Linked DNA regions of Sus scrofa: region 2 is linked to region 1. Evidence: chromatin contacts called from public HiChIP or PLAC-seq data. All regions are on one chromosome and are shown on one strand. The core of a region is the stretch at or near the end of the contact, and the rest is flanking DNA. Distances in the headings are between cores, read along the strand shown.

Evidence for each region. HiChIP or PLAC-seq counts read pairs in DNA pulled down with a chosen protein or histone mark.
Region 2: an H3K27ac HiChIP or PLAC-seq map of alveolar macrophages shows a contact between it and region 1, with 4 times the contacts expected there. The contact joins two enhancer-like sites. A contact is called at or near these places in 2 of 2 datasets of contacts at active chromatin or transcription factors (alveolar macrophages and skeletal muscle).

The regions. Positions count from the first base shown.
Region 1 is chr14:6,655,402-6,658,101 of Sscrofa11.1, reverse strand. All of the region lies in intron 1 of SLC39A14 (zinc transporter ZIP14), which reads right to left. Among named protein-coding and RNA genes, the nearest start is that of SLC39A14, 17 kb to the right of the region's middle. Within about 2 kb of position 1,276, at least 16 of the 83 cell types and tissues checked have an H3K27ac peak or open chromatin away from gene starts, as enhancers often do. A contact at or near this core is called in alveolar macrophages and skeletal muscle, where this site is marked.
Region 2 is chr14:6,817,954-6,820,653 of Sscrofa11.1, reverse strand. It overlaps SORBS3 (vinexin), which reads right to left. Exons shown (of 26, transcript XM_021073000.1): 10 at 2,592-2,682; 11 at 2,254-2,340; 12 at 2,110-2,163; 13 at 1,179-1,265; 14 at 633-679; 15 at 82-215. Among named protein-coding and RNA genes, the nearest start is that of PDLIM2, 15 kb to the left of the region's middle. Within about 2 kb of position 1,418, at least 44 of the 83 cell types and tissues checked have an H3K27ac peak or open chromatin away from gene starts, as enhancers often do. A contact at or near this core is called in alveolar macrophages and skeletal muscle, where this site is marked.

The sequences.
Region 1 (2,700 bases), core at 27-2,526:
TAGGGCAGTCAGGTCTAGTGTCAGGGAACAGGGGAGACCTCCAAGCGGAGAGATTATTTTACCTGAGACCTGAAAGAGGGTGTGTAAAAGTGAGCCACGTCAAGGTGAAGGAGTGAGATGGGGTGGGGTGTTCCAGGAAGATGCAGCTTCATTTGGAATGCCTCAGCCAAGACGCCGCATCTAAGAAGGTAGATGCCAGAGTTTTCAGTATACTGGTCTGGCTACACTGTGGAGAATGGACCGGAGGTGGCCAAGAATGGTCAGGAGACCAGGTAGGAGGTCCTCTGGGTTCCAGGTGGGAGAACACAGCACCCAGTCTGGTCTGAAAAGCAAGGCTTCCTTCTCCCAGCTTCAATGCAGCCAGGGGTGCTTCCCTGCCCCTTGGGTCCATTGACCTCACAGTTTTCAATGCATTAAAATGCTGAACAGACTCCCCTTTAATGGCTACAAGGAGAGAAACACCACTGTCCTGGTAACCAACAGTACTGGAATCAGTTTGAAAAGACCAACTCTCCCCCCATCATTTCCTCAGTCAGGGTGAGACAAGCCCCCTCAACTCTCTGGCTGTAGCAGGAGGGTCCTTTATAAATGTCAACCGCAACTCCTGGGCAGCAACACCCTGCAGGCAGAATTTGCCACCGAGGGCCTCTGACAAGGAGTCTCTTAGGTTCCCTTCTTCCCAAAAATGGGTAAGAAGGGCTTCTGAGCTGCAGGCTCCCTCTGGGCAATGAGGTGGGCTCTTCCCAGACAGTGAGCCTTTACAAGACCGTGGGCTGCAGCAGGCAGAGGCACGCTTGGTTTCCCTGCTTCAGGGAACCCCAGGACGGCTCCACTGCCCTGCCTGCAGCAAAGACTGTGCTTCGGCCAGCCCGCCCGGCGTCCCTCCCTCCACATCCTGCTCACCTCTACCTCCCCCCTTTCCAACCCTCCCATCCTGCAGCCAGCGCAAGCCCCCCACTCAAAGACCCTGACCATGCCATTCTCTACAGCTGAGATGCTGAACGGGGGTGGGAGTACGTTCTCTAGGAAAGCAGTTCTCAGAGTGTGGTCCCTGGGCCAGCCGCATCCATCACCTGGGAACCTGAGCCAAGTATAAGTTCTCGGCTCCACCCAAATCTGCAGAATCAGAAACTCTGGGTGGGGCCCGGCAGTCCAGGTTTTAGGAAGCTCTCTGGGCACTTATGATGCAAAGGGAGGTTTGAGGAGGACAGCTATTTTCAGAGGATGATGGCTAGATTTCCAGATTTCTTCACCAAAAGCCGCTGCTGTCCCGTGGTGGCCCCTCCTCACAGTTACTGTTCATGAGCATTTGGCCAGGGCCCCAGAAGGAAGGCACAGGCTGCGTCTCAGGCCTTAGGTTTCTGTGACTATAAATAGTGATGAGCAGAATTGTGAATGAGCCTCACTCTCCAGAGAAAGATGTTTAGGGGGAAAAAGAGAAAAAAGCCCCTATTTCCAAATCAGAGAAAGGTGGCAAAAAGGGGAAGGAGATTGAGAAATTACATTCCTGACTCATTCCTCCCTTTTCCCTCCCATTTCCCAAACCTCCCACATGGTTCATTCCCGGCCCGAGGTCACTGAGGTCAAAGGCCTTCCCTCATCCTCTGTTTCCTCACCCTGTGCCTCACTGGGACCAGGGCACCCCTCTTCTTAGGACTCAGGAGAGAAACCACTGCCCTTACACTCTCCTGCTAAAATACCTACCTTCCGTCACTCCCCTCCACCCAACAGCAAAGTTTAGTCCCTCTGCCTGGCTGTCATGGGTCCTCCAATGAGGCTCCCATCATCCTTCATCCTTAGCTGCCCTGACTCTGGCTGAGACCCTGGGCTGCACTCAGAATGCCTGCCCCCAGCCTGGGCTGTCTCTACACCGCCCACAGGACCAAGACTGGAAAGTCTGATTAACATCTGGTAGAAACATCAGTCAGAAAGCTGAACACAGCCCACATGTGTTCCAAGCATTCTCTCCACAAGTGTGTTGTTTAAAACAAAACAAAACAGAAATCCATGAATTGAAGGAAAAAGCACCATCTCTGCTTCCCCTCAAATCCCCCCTCCCCCCCAGCCTAAGTCCCACCCTGTCAGGAAAGCCTTGGCATCCTCCCCTGAACCTACCACTCCATCTCAATGGTGCAGTGTCTCAGAGCGACTGTTCTAACACCTTCAGTTACTTTTCCTGGTTGTTTCTTAACAATCCTAGGAGGTTGGAAGGATCTAAATAAGTTCTTTCAGCACGAATGGATATGTAACCACAAATGCCTATGTAAACAGACATACCCTCACTTTCTCCAGCAATCACAGGATGGCTGGGATACAGTGCACTGAAGATGCAGTTATTTAGGGCCACAGGGTCAAGGGCAGGAGCTGACAAGTGTCTCCTCAAAGCTCTTTCTTTGTCAAAGGTGCAAAGGGGAGCATAAGGACCCCAACACTTCTGCCCTGCTGACTCCCCATCTCTAACCAGCCAGAGCCCTGGAGAGGGGCTGTCCAGAGCAAGATGGGATTCCAGAGCCAAGGCAACCTCGTTTCTGGCTCCTATCATCGTCAGATCCAGATCGGGGCCAGTAAAAGACCCAGAGAAGTTCCCCTTTCTCAGGATAACACACCCCTCAAGGCCATGGGTACGGCAGCAGTCCCCAGGTAATATGGTGCCAATAAGGGACCTCCCTGACAACACGACCCTCACACATGTATTTCCAC
Region 2 (2,700 bases), core at 169-2,668, 160 kb before region 1:
GGGGTTGCCGCCGGGGCACCCGTGTATCTGGTGGTGGTGGTGGGCGTCAGGGTGAGAAAAAGAGCAGGATCTGGTCCTTACCTCGGGTTGAGGAAGGGTAGACAAAGTCTCTACAACCTAGGAAGGGGCTTCCTCCATCCGCCATCCTGTGGGGGCTCAGGGAGGAACCCTGGTAAAGTGCATTCGGGGAGCTGGCGCTCCAGGTGGAGGCCGGGCTGCGCAGGACACAGCAAGTGAGCCACCTGCCTGGAGCCTCACACCCTACCGGGCCCCCGACCGCCCAAATGTCTCCCCCCATCTCCTGCTGCCTCCTCCCAAGGCCTCTCCCAGGTCCCGGGATCTCAGCAGGATGTCCTACTTCCCCAGCGGTCAAGGCCGGGAAAGGGTGCGGCCCCACGCCGGGGAGGCGGGAGAGCGCGAGATCCCCTCGCGACCCAAGTCCCGAGCTGGGGGGAGGCTTCCCTCCGCAAGACAGGGACGGCCCCGCTGGTGGCGAGGGGCGATCCGCCGACCACTTTCCGTGCTCAGGGCCCCTCCTCCCGCCGTCGCCCCCTCCTCGCTCCGCGGCCGCCACCCCGCGCCACGTCCCCGCCGACGCCCCTCCCGCCCCGGCCCGCTCTGCCGCCACTCACCACGCTGGAGGCCGCGGCTCCCGGGACCGTCGGGGCGCCTGCGAGCTCTGTGCGGGAGACGGGCGCGGTCAGGGCCCGGGACGCCGGTCCCCGCTGCCGCCGAGGCCGCCGCCTCCGGAAAAGTTTGCGGCTCGGAAGGGAGCGCGAGGGGGAGAGGGAGGGGAGGGAAGGGGCGGGAGGGACGCGGGGTCCTAGAGTCGCCTGCGCGGGAGGAGCGAGGAGCAGGGGGAGGAACCGCGGGTGCGGAAGGGGGAGGGGAGGCCGGGAAATGGGCTCCTGGTAGGAGTTGGGGTTCTTGCGGGCTGAACTCCCTGGAGCGGGGTGGGAGGGCCCCTCCAGCTCCCTCCCGGAGGGCAGGCTGACGTGGACTTGGCCTGGGGAGGGTTCTAGGGGTCACTAGGAACAGTGAACGCCCTGCATTTTAGGGAGGAGAGAGCAGACTGAGATGAAGTCTACCCAAGGTCGCTGAGTGTGGCTGGAGGCTCTCACCCGCCTGCCCCTCCCACCCACGCCGGCGGCCCGTGGAGGGGACTGGGAGGCCAGTACCTTGGGGGACGGCTGCCGGGTCTCAATTGCCCGCAGGTCCTTGTCCAGCTCTGCGCTCAGCTTGGCCAGCTCCCTCTCCAGCAGGACCTGAGGGCGGGTTAGGGAGAGACTCGGGCAGCGGTGGGGTGAAGGGGAGGCAGAGCGCCGCGGGGGGCGCTGGTCAAAGGTCAGACATGAGAAGCCCAGTGGACAGCAGGACAAAGCGCAGGGTGCTCGGGTAAAGGGCAGACTCAGGGCGCAGGGCCAGGCCAGGCTGCCTCCCTCTGGGCCTGCCAGGAGGTGTGTCTCAGGGTGTCAGGAGGACCCTGCCACAGCCTCTCACCGGCCCTTCCTGCTGACCCAGCTCACCCCACCTGTCCCCTACACTACTCCTATGCTAATCCTCTAGCACTTCCTGATAGTGCCTTGGCACCATTTTTTGTTACTTCTCTGTTCAAGAGCCTCCCTGGCTCCCTACTTCCTCTCCCATCAAGTCCTCTATGGGCTTCCACAGCCTGGCTTCACTGTATCCAACCTGCTTCCCTCCCTCTGCCCCTCCAGCCAGCTGAGTGTTTTATACACACACACACACACACACACCCCACATTCTTTCTCTCTCCTTTGCCTGTGTCTCCCCCATCCTGAGCACCCTCTCTGTGCCTGGCCTCCAGGCTGCACCTCCAAGAATATTTCCTGACAATTCCAGTCCACGCTGACCACTCGCTTCTCAGCTCTTGCTTTGATGAACACACGCTTACTCAGTGCCTCCTATATGCCAGGCACTGTCCTGGGTGCTGGGGATACAGAAATAAGCTGTATAGGACGGGAGAGGGTCAGAGCTCTGGGTCTGTGGCCTTTGCCCATGGTCTCTGGGGCCAGCACCACCCCGAATCTTCTTCATTGGTCACCCAACACGCTGTCTCCCCCCATACACCTACCCTGCAGCACCTACCTCAATGGGCTGGGAGGTCTTCTCAACAGGCTCATCCACCAGCGGTTTCTTGGGCTAAAGTGGAAAGAGTGAGTCGGAGGGTATAGATTCGCTCCCCCAAAATGCACTAGCTGAGGGGTGTCTGAGGACTAGGCCCACACTCACCTTCTGACCAGTCTCTAGTTCTTGTAGAAACTGGTTCCAAGATTCTTCTGTCCAGACATTGTCCACTTTCTCTCGGCGTCTAGGCACCTGCATGGAGGTGGGTAGAGAGCAGCTTGAGTAGGGCAACTGGGACACTGGCTAGGCACAAAAAGCAGACTTTCAAAAGGCCACTGTCCCACCCCTGTGCCTCTAAGTGCCCTCCTAAGGGTTCTAGGCCCTCCTCGCTGCACAGGTCCAGGCTGACAAAAATCCGGTCTATTGCAGCAGCAGGCCTGGCCAAAGAGCCCAGTGCCGGGGGCGGCATGGGGAGGATGCTGGGTGGGTGCTGGGGGGGCTACCTGATTTGGGGTCGGGTGCAGGGAGGAGGGTGCTCCAGAATTACAGTTGAAGGTGCTTCTAAGAAACTCTTCAGAGACATCCCAGCTTCTTCTAAAGAAAGGGAAGGAC